2 separate regions of the Mus musculus genome follow, and region 1 is linked to region 2. A link is a contact called in public HiChIP or PLAC-seq data. All regions are on one chromosome and are shown on one strand. Each heading gives the region's core, a stretch centred on a gene start, on an enhancer-like site or on the middle of the called end of the contact. The rest is flanking DNA. Distances are from core to core; before and after follow the strand shown.

Region 1 (5,477 bases), core at 5-2,504, 450 kb after region 2:
TAGGACTTAAAGAAGTCAGGTTAGCAACATCCACGTACTCCAGGCAGCAGTTTAGGGAAACTCAGCCCATAGAGAAATGCCAAGGGACACAGCCCCTGGGAACTCAGGATGACAAGCACTGCTGAGCACCAACTGTTTGCTGACACTATGAGATCTCATTCAGCTCTCAGAAAAGCCTTCGTAGGACAGAATTGATTGCTGCCATTGTTACACGTATGGAGGAATGAAAAGTTAGCTGTCCTGCGTCACACAGGAAGGAGAATCAGCTGTGACTCTGAGTACAGGGGATCAACAACCAGGCAAGGAAGGGTAATGAGCCCACGATACAGCTGAGCCTAGCTACTTGGATTGGGTGTTGTGGTGTTATTTCATGTGTCAACCCTGCCAAGCCATGGTGCCCCAAATGTCAGGGAGAAAACTTCAGTAGAGATTAATGTTGGTATCAGCAGTTTGGGGAAGGCACATGACTCCCATACTGTGGATGGGCCTTATTCGAGCAAGATTATGAAGGTGGACATCAACTTCTGGGTGTCCTGCAGAGTCTACATTGGGCTGCCCCACCTGTCTATACAAGACACAATCCCTGTCCAACCGCTAGTTTTTCTGGATAGCTGTGATCCACCTGGAGAGCAGTGTAGAAGACTCAGTCCCAATGGCCACACTCGCAAGGGAGAGTAGCAGCCAGGCCAGCGCCCACTAGTGGAGAAAGCCCTCGCGGGCTGCCCCACCACCGACCGATACACCTGACTCCGAGGCCCCAATCCGGCTTCTAAGGCCTAGCCACATGGCATCCAGTCCGGCCCATCTTGTTGCTCCAGAGTCTCCAAGCCCACCCGGTCACTTCTGAAGAGGCGGGTCTGGAGGTCGAGCTCTACCAGCCTTTAGATTGTTTCTCCTTTAGGCCGCCCACTTGCCTGACCACGCTGACCTCTGAGCAAGCAGCTCTGCAATGCACCGTCCATACTGACCCCGGAACCTTGGCCCGGTCGTGCAGCACTTTCCCCGGGGTTTCCCCAAACACTCTGCAGTTTTGCATAATAGACGTCGGGGGCCCATCTAGGGCACACTGAAGTTCTGAACTTGCCAGAAAAAAGATGGTGTGGGCTTGGCTTGAGTAAGGGGCGTGCTCACACCTGCTTCCTGGCAAGAACTAGGAGGTGGAGAAGGCGTGTCCATATTGAGATAACCGTGGTTTCATTGGCGTTGAGCTAAGCCAGGGAGTGGACAGATAGGCCTGACGAATGCAGGGGTGTGGCTATGTGATCATAGACCCTCTCCTCAGTGCTAGGGACTTGTTTAAGTAGTTCTAGGCGGGGCGTGAGAGAGGGGCCTAAGCCTTGGGCCATCTACTCAGTTTCAAGGACCGACTGTCACAACTCCAGTTGTCTTGCTACCAGCTGCTTCTCATTGCTGTCCCGGTCCCCTTGGCCCTGGCCTACGGCCTCCCAGCTTCTGTGGGGCACCCTCCTCCTGTCCCACGCGCTCCAGCTAGAATCGCTAACTTCCTTCGCCTCAAAGCAGGCGTCCCCGCTCCATGAGCTCTCTAGGGGATCAGATACGGGACTGGCACCGGGGTGTGCTGGCCGTGGCACGCGAAGACTGGGACTCTGCGCTGTGCTTCTTCTCAGATGTCCGAGAGCCGCTGGCTAGGATGTACTTTAACAGGGGCTGTGTGCATCTGATGGCAGGGGATCCCGAGGCTGCGCTGCGGGTAAGCACCCCAGGACTGGATAACAGATTCCCCTCTCACATCCCTGGTGGAGGCTTTAGGGGAATGCAGATGAAGATGTGACTGCGAACATAAAACCTTATCTTCCAATGGGCATCCTGGAAAAAGACGCTCTTCCGCACCTTATAGTCAACATAGAAGAAGGGGAGGAATCCCTGCCCTTTACCCTGTCATTTACGTAGAGATTGTTCAACTAATGTCCTCTCTTAGTGCCTGCCTGAGGCAGGTTGGAGCTTTGTGGTTAGAAGACCCCTCTTTTTGTTGAGACCAGAATGGGAAGCAGGGCGCCTTCAGTCTCTATAGCCATATAAGCCAAATGCGGCAACTGTACCAGACCTGGCCTGCCCAGGCTCTCTGGTGCTCAGGACTGAGGAAGGAGCATACCCGAAGGCAGGCTGGTGGCTGGGTCAGAGCAGTCAGGGGCTCTGCACGTCCTCTGATAGTGTGCATTTCAGCAGATGCTTGTGATGGGATGGTGGCACACAGTCTGTCATTCCGGTTCTGAGTGAGCACTCACATGAATCTCCACCTGCTTCTCAAAGCAGACCTACTCAGGGGAGCACACTGTAGAGTGAGCATCAGGGCATCCCCCCTTCATGTTCACCATTCCTGGGTGTATGATAGAAGCCCTCAGCACTCTGCCTACAACGCAGACCTACCTGGACACCACAGATGGAAAGCAAAGACACCCAAGACCAAGGGTGAGAGCAGAAACCTGGGCTGTGTGGAGATGGTCTCTTTATTATTTCTTTCTGGAAGCCTTAATTATTTATTTATTTACATGTGTGTATAAATCAGGAGGAAACTTGTGGGAGTCAGTTTTCTCTTTCCCATGTGGAACCTAGTGATCAAACGCAGGTCATTAGGCATGGTGGCAAGTATCCTTACCCACTGAGCCATCTTGCCAGCTCTCTTCTATTACGTCTTACATATTTATCTGTACCTATTGTTTCTTCATTAGAAGGGTTTTGTTTGAGCCACGAATAGTGATGCCTGCCTTTAATCCCTCTGGAGACAGAGGTAGGCTCTGCACATCTGAAGTTTGAAGCCAACAGAGGCAAACAGGTCTCTGAGTTTGAGGCTAGCCTAGTCTACAAAGTGAGTTCCAGGAAAGTTCCAGTTCCAGGGCTACACAGAGAAATTCAGTCTTAAAAACCAAAACCAAGCCAAACCAAAAAACAAAAAGGTTATTGTTCAGGAAAGGGAACGTAATGATCTGTTACCAGCTGGTTCAACAGTGAGTAAGTCCCACGCTCCCCTCCTCACACTGTAACTAGAGAGTTTGAAATGCTCTATCATAAGAAGAAGAAGAGGCACTGCCTTGAGTCAATAAAACTTACTTGTGTACAAGCACAGGCACACTGGCCAGACCTGGAAACGTTGAGAAGTGGGTGGTATAACTGACTGCAATAAGGAAATCTAAGTGTACAGGTCTCACGAGGTTGCACTTGAACGTGTCGGTGTGAAGCTGTAGTGTTGGATGGATCTGTGAGCAGCCATGCCATTTCCTGGACATGAGAAAGCTTCAAAGTCAGACCCAGCTCACAGTCAGCCCTCGCCTGGCCAGGCAAGGTGGTAGGAAACCGCAGCAGGTGCCTGTGTACAGAAGACTTCTGTGTTCTGATTCTAATCCACACACTTGTGTGCCGTTTCGTGGGAACTACCAAAGGAGATTTAAAAACAGTTATTAATGGATTTTATGTATGTGAGTTCTTCCATTACAGATGGTTCTGAAACACCATGAGCTTGCTGGGAATTGAACTCAGGACCTCTGGAAGAGCAGCCCTCTCTAGCTCCTGCAAAGAGATTTTTTAAAGTCCAAAATTTACACAGTCCTGTCTCCCAGAGATGACTTTTATTGATACTGGGGGGCGTTTTCTTCTAGCTCTGTGCTCCTTGTGGAAGAATTGGGTTTCTATGCCATGGGGCTGTGCCCTGAGTCTGTTGTGAGGTGCTTGGGGCAGCTGAGAAATCTATGCAGTAACACACTTTCCAGGCTTTAACTGGACAGTGGTCCTCAGCTGTTGATACATTTCCATGTATGTTTGTGGCTTTGGGTTCCTCAGTTACTGAGTTTAGTGTTCCACACACATTTTTGTCCCTAGGCATTTGACCAAGCAGTGACTAAGGACACCTGCATGGCTGTTGGCTTCCTCCAGCGGGGAGTGGCCAATTTCCAGCTGCAGAGGTGAGAACACAGCGGTATCCCCTGTTCCTTATTGGATGGTTCTTTGTCTCTGCAAACCCATGCTTGCACCTAGATCCCCTCCAGCCTCAGTGAGAATGCTCTGGTTAGCCTGGGGCCCCCATACATGCCTCTTGTCCCTGTCAAAATTTATAGTACTTTCTCAACATCCCTGGCTCTCTCCCTATGTCTGTAATAGTAAGGTCACTGTATTTATAGCCAATTTGCAGATGTGAAAACCAGGGCTTATCCCAAGATACCCATGGCTACCCAGCTTCCAAGAGGAGGAAGGGAGGAGAGATAATCAGGGTTACAGGCCCCAGTGCCAAGGAAGGGTGACTGGGGAAAGTGGAATATCTGGTTAGGGACAGAGATTTCATCCACAGTTGGAAGTTCAGAGATTAGTGAAGGCCTCATAAGATTAGAGCCTAAGGGGCAGGAAAGAAATGACCAGAACAGTTAGAAGGGGTTTGGGGATATAGGCATGGTCCCCTGTCAGGTGCAGAGAGTAGGTGTTCAAGTGGCCAAGCAGAATTAGACAGTAAACTTCAGTTAAGCACACTCCTCTGGACTTGAGTACCCATGAAGGTGACTGCTATTGCCTCCAGGTCTCCCAGAGCTGACACAGAGAGAAAGATGGGTGGAATATCCCAAAACACCCTTCAGAGGTTCAGCAACTCCTTTGTAGCTACTGAGAGACCCCTGATGCCCACAGGTTCCAGGAGGCTGTGTCTGACTTCCAGTTGGCCCTGGCACAGCTGAGGGACAATGCTGTCATTGACTACACACAACTGGGTCTGAACTTCAAATTGCAAGCCTGGGAGGTAAGTGAGCATTGGCTTGTGCAGAGGTCCCATGCCAAGCAGTGTCACTGAGCTTAGAGGTGCTCTCTGTGGGTCTGGGGTTTATGAAAGGTCTAAGGCTCTGCCATGGCCCTGATTTGCAATAAGGGCCCTATAATGTAGTCTGAGGTCCTGACTGGAGTCCTAGGGTGAAGTCTGGAGTCTGCCAGGGCTTGTCACCTTTATGTTGGTGTTGCTGTCATGGTCAGCCATGCAGAATGAGGCGTTCTGTCCAGCCAAAGACTTTTGGATCCCTGAAATCCAGGGCTCCAAAAACAGATAAAAAAAGAATATACTTGAAGGTCATGACAAGGTGACAGACGGTTTAGGGGGAAAGGGTTTGGCTCAGCAGTACCTATAGCTGAGCCAGAGGAAACAGTTGGAACACAGCAGTAGGAAGAGAAGGTAGGTTTCTCTCCTTGTAGCAAAGCTAAGTCTGCTATGTGCTTACATCTCCAGGATGAAGGAAGAGTGGGGTCACAGCATTGTGTGAGTTTATCTGCCTGTCAGAGAGGGTTTAAGATAGCCTTACCTCAGTCCTCTTTGCCCACGAGAATGCTGTGTTCCATTGTATGTGGGGTCCTGATTGTCCCTGCATTGTCAATGGGAGCCCTTAAACATACTCTAGACTCAGAGGCATAGGGTCAGCTAAAGGTGGTGGCACGGTGTAGAAATTGGGAGGGTGTCAGATAAGGGGAGACTTTGTGAGCCACTGTGTGAG
Region 2 (5,264 bases), core at 2,417-4,916:
CACTATGAAGTGAACATCACTGCCTGATGAACCCCTAGAATGGCCCCCAAGGAGCCATCCAGAAAGGCCCTCAAGTCTCCTGTATTCCCCAGGCAGTTGCATGAGTGCAGGCGATTTGCGAATTAATACTGGCATGGGCCTTTCTGGAAAGCTCTAGCCAGCTGACTGCAGAGTAAGTGTGGAAACTGTCTTCTCTCGGAAGCAAGCATGGGGCTGGACTTTAGATGCCCGAGGAAAGGGAACACAAGAGTAAACTCTTGAGGTGAGTGGACACGGCACCTCTGGGACCACTGTCAACACCAGAGGAGCATCCCCTGTGCAGGATACTGTGAGGGACCATGTCAGCCTTTCCGCCTCCTGTCCCTGGCACAAACTGGGCTCTGTCCCAAAAGGCAGACTATCTGAAGTGAGGTGAGGGGTCCTAAAGGGACAGCTCAGCCTGGAGGTCCGAGTGAGCAATCAGAACCAGGCACCCCAGTGCACAAGCCACACCAAAGAGGCAAGAACAGCAAAGAGAAAGACAGCAGGGAACCACGTTGCCCAAAGGGCCACAGTTTGCTTCGAGAAGCCTTCGGACAGGGGTGGGAGGAGGGTCACACTGGAAGCTGACTCCTCAGAACCAGTGGGAAGCTGCCTAGTGTCCTGGTCTTGGCCAAGTCAAGGCAGCTGGTGTCCATTACATCGGCTTTGATTTATAGTCAAGCCCACAGGCCCTCAGCTCACAACATTGTGACCTAAGACAGCAGCTTTCTCTTTAGTACCCTGGCACCTGGGTACAGTCACATGCCTCCAGGTCCTGCTGTCAGTGGTTCTTGGCTGACGCTAGTTCTCAGGGAGTGAGCAGGTGCTGTGTGGGTCCTCCTGAGTCTGCCCAAGGGACACCCCAACCTCTGCCTCGCCCTCAGTGGCTGTCTTGCTGAGTAACTTTTGCTTTCTTTTTAGCAGGAAGAAACCCACATGGGAATCCCCAACAATCACAGTGACTCACCCATTTCCCAGCCAGTGAGTGAAATGAGTCCCCAGGATGTCACCCAATTCTGTACTGGTGGGTGGGGCAGTGAGAGCACCTCCCATTCTCTTGATCTGGTCTAATTCTGGTACACACTCTACAGACCAGCCCCTCTCATCCCCTCCCCCAAAGAGTGCACATAAAATCTCCAAGTAGAAAAGTCTAAAGTGACATTTTTGTGGCAGCAGGTGTTGTACTGGTAGGCTATGGTTAAGGTTGTTATGGCAACGATGGTCTCTGGCTCTGTTGCCTTTAAGGTCTGTGGGCACAGTTGCCAATGAGATCTTTGGTGGATGTGGGTGAGGGAAGGTCTGGAGCATGGAGCACACCTGCATTTTGCCCTGAGGGAGCAGATGCTCTCAGCGAATGAGCTTACGTTCAGGCTAGCTTCTCAGGCTCCTCGGGGCTCTCAGGAAACACCTCCTCCCACTGGTAAAGAAGGCTCCACAGGTGTGGACTCACTACCGTGAATAAGCCCCAAAGGCTCCAGGAAGCTACGTGACCCAGCAGTTGCCTGAACTTCAGCAGAAGAGGACAACTTTGCTGTCCTATGGGTGGGATTCCTGATTCAGTTAGGGGAATTCCAACTTCCACAGGAGCAAGGGTGTGCAGTCAATGTGGTTGGATCAGCAGTGCCTGCTGCAAGCAGCTCTTGTCCCAGAACAGTTTTCATAGCTGCAGGATCTCACTTGGACTCCCTCGGCTCCCAGAATCCTTGCAATCTTCATTAAACTGCTACCAGAGTTATTAGGGTCAGAGCCTGTTTTGGCATCCCGAACAAGCCCTGCTCAATCATTTGTCCTCAATAAGCTAATCAGAGGTGAACTTTACCAGTGAAAAGCAGAAAAGATCTATTCAATGTATCCATACTAGAAAGAAAAACAAAGAGATTCAATGACACAGCCTTCACCATATCTACCTTCCAGCTCCTGGATGAAGTAATTAACTTCAAGTAGAGGCTGGAGGTATGCATCACTAAGTAGGCTGGGTCAAGGTGTGGTCCTGTCCATCACTGACCCATCATTGTCTGAGCTCGGCTAGCCTGCAAGATGGCCTGAAGCTGCACATCTCTTCCCAGGAGACAAGTTTCTTCCTCGGTTGGCCCCAGGCTTCAGCCTTCTTTCTCCTTCTGAGACTCCTGGAGAATAATTAAATTTCCTGGGGTACATTGTTTCAAGAGACTGGTTGCCAAAGAGAAGAGCATAAGTATCTCTTAAAGTCAGTTACAGAATGAATGCAGGCAAGACACAGAGGGTAGAGTGCAGAGGTGTCCATCCTTCCACACTGTGATATAACAGCTACAAATGTTGGGATGCTATCCTGGGATACATGCTGTGGGTTGGACACCCCTGATGGTGAGCTCTAAATACTTTGTGTGTATATACATATATGTGTATGGTGTTGTTTATATGTGGTTATGTGTGTAGCGTGTGTGTGTGTGTGTGTGTGTGTGTGTGTGTGTGTGTGTGATGTCTAGAGATATATAGAGATATGTGTCAGCATATATATATATTTTTTTTCTTTTTTGCAGGAAGAGATGACTCAGGAGTTAAGAGCTCTCTCAGAGTTCTGAAGTTTGGTTTGGGTCCCAGCTCACAAGAGCCTGTAACTTTTTTTTTTTTTTTAAGATTTATTTATTTATTTTATGAGTACACTGTAGCTGTCTTCAGACACACATCAGAAGAGGGCATCCGATCCCATTACAGATGGTTGTGAGCCATCATGTAGTTACTGGGAATTGAACTCAGGACCTCTGGAAGAGCTGTCGGTACTCTTAGCCACTAAACCATCTCTTCAGCCCTGAGCCTATAACTTTTGCTCTAAGGGATACAATGGCCTCTTTGTATGGAATCCCTGGATACTTCACTCATGTGCACAGACATACATACTTATAATTTTTTTAAAATACCTTTTTAACAGGACTGCAGAGATGAGAATAGACAATTGTCAGAGGTGTACAAATCTACATGTTGACGTAGACTCAAGTCTCCAAACATAAGCTTTCTTGGGGGACATTTCCCTGTTCATGTGGTTGAAGGTGCTCTTGATGAATCCTTCAAACTTTTTTAAAAACCTTTTTATTGGTTCATTGTGCATTTCACATCATGCACCCCATCCCACCCATCTCCCCCTCCCCTTGTACCTGCCTTTCATCCTTGCAACCTCTCCCACAACAGATGGAAAAAAATCTCGTCGCGGAAGCTGTAGTATGTCAGTTTGTTCCACAGTATACCCTTTTGTCTACACTTCTTTGTTCGCAAATATTCATTGAAATGTTAACTCTTTAAACTTTTAAATTACACTTATTCGTCTATTTGTGTGTATGACTAAATAATGCATAAACCCCTGCTCTCTTTCCACGATGTGGACCCAGGGCTCGAACTCGAGTTACATTTGGTGGCAAGTGACTGCAAGTGACTGACGTCCACGAAGAGAGGCTCAAGGCAGCTTCCTCAACAACCTTGCTAGGAACCGGAGAAACCGGCTTAGCCCCCACCCCCTGCGCCGCTCTGACTAATCACCGCTCTCTGCGGTTCCGTGCTCGTTCCTGGTAGGTTCCTGCTTCCGTCTGTCAGCGGGCAGAGTCAAGGCGGCCTATTTGACAAATCGACGGCCGCTGCTGCTCCCTGTGAGCTCCTGGTAGGCGCGTGCGTCTGTCCGTCAGACGGGGCGGGCCGCGGCAGCGGGGGTGTTTCCCGGCGAGCGCTGAGTTCCGGGCGCGCGAAGACCGTTGGGTGAGGCGGCGCGGATCTAAGCGGGGGGTCTACTCTCAGCGGCGGCCGGGCTGGGGTCAGGCGCGGGGTGGGAGTGGCGGTTGGGGGTCAGATGCGGGGCCGCCGCTGTCTGGGTGAGGTGGGTGGGTAGACTTTTCGGAGCCGCGGAGCCGGAAACTGAAAGTCGCGGGAGGGGGGCCGGAAAAGTTCGCGACGTCCGCAGCGGTGCTTGGCTGCGCGCCTACCGCGGTGGCTCGGGGTTACAGCAGTACGGTCCCTGCCCCAGATCTCGGTCCGGCATCGCGCCCGAGGGACCCACGAGCCCCACTTGCCCTTACTGGCCTTGAGCGAATACCTGGTCTCCCAGGCCACTTTTACCGCTCACCTCCCACCCACTTATGCTTTTTGGATGGGGCAGTCAAATTTGGTCTGCCAAATTTACGTCGCCTTTTCTGACACCCGGCTACACAAATCACGGACACCACCTCCCCCATAAGGCCTCTTCCCTGTTGGTGGTTTACCTTCCCTGTCCTCCTTTATTTTTTCAGATCTCACCTTTCTGCCCCTCAGAACCTCTGTTTCTCTGGAAACTATCTTGCTTTTTGTAAAGTAGTCTGGCCTCGAACTACTGAGTGCTGGGATTAAAGGGCCTGCGCCACCACCGCCCTGGAAACTATGTTGATGGGATAGATGCATATGTGTCAGGGTGTGGAGACTGATCCCAGGGCCCTTAACCTCCTGACGCCTGCCTAATGGAGGTTGGACCTAGTGTATATTCCACATGATGGACTTGAAGCCCTGAGTAGGTGGAAAGGACATGAGATTGATTAGAACTCACAGACGTACTCCCAGCGGGCCCCAAAATCGGAGAAACAAACTTTCAGCTCCGTGGACACAATGCAATGTCATCATTGTCTTGTGTGCAACTCACTAGCTTGGCTACCAGTCCCCCAGAGAAGTCACAGTTGACCTTGCCACCACGGCCCCTTCCTGCCTGCGTAACTGACTGAGAAAGGTGGTATTTAGTGACCCAAAGTTAACTGTTATCAGGTGGAGACCCCAAGCAATCTCAAATTGATGTTTAAGTCTTAAAAATTAACTTTATTGCTGAATACTTAATGATGGATTTATAAATACTTGAGTTTTAAAAGCTGAAGGAAGGGTTGTTTTTTATCAAGCCTTGTGTGTACATCTGGAAGGCTGAGTGCTGTCAGCAGTTGTGTCTCTGGTCTGAACTGGTGGCTCCTTGCCTGCCTAGCAGGTCTGTGAGGTGTTTACCTGTTGGCTGTTTTTTTCCCTGGGACCCTCTAGTCCGTACCTAAACTGACTATTCTCTGACAATACAGGCTGCCTGGAACCCTGTTACTCTTCTCCTGTTTGCCAGTCACCATGGGCTCCTCAGGAGATTCTCCACTATGTCCACACACCTGAGCAAGGGCCATGTGCATTCATAACCTAGTCTCACTGGCTCCTGGGCTGCAGCACACTGAGCACTTCCAGTCAGAGCTCTCTGGGAATCCCTGCTGTGGTTCCTCCTGCAC

The links. HiChIP or PLAC-seq counts read pairs in DNA pulled down with a chosen protein or histone mark.
Region 1: a FOXA1 HiChIP or PLAC-seq map of pancreatic cancer cells shows a contact between it and region 2. The contact joins the promoter of Noxa1 here to the promoter of Traf2 in region 2. A contact is called at or near these places in 8 of 39 promoter capture datasets (the HPC-7 cell line, cranial neural crest, embryonic stem cells and 4 more) and 1 of 115 datasets of contacts at active chromatin or transcription factors (pancreatic cancer cells).

The regions. Positions count from the first base shown.
Region 1 is chr2:25,090,982-25,096,458 of GRCm38.p6, reverse strand. It overlaps Noxa1 (NADPH oxidase activator 1), which reads left to right and starts at 1,254. Exons shown (of 12, transcript NM_172204.4): 1 at 1,254-1,711; 2 at 3,835-3,917; 3 at 4,630-4,738. The coding sequence starts at 1,535.
Region 2 is chr2:25,545,342-25,550,605 of GRCm38.p6, reverse strand. Traf2 (TNF receptor-associated factor 2) reads left to right here and starts at 3,666. Exons shown (of 11, transcript NM_009422.3): 1 at 3,666-3,744. Gm35476 (a long non-coding RNA gene) reads left to right here. Exons shown (of 4, transcript XR_866044.3): 3 at 1-1,002; 4 at 2,541-2,681.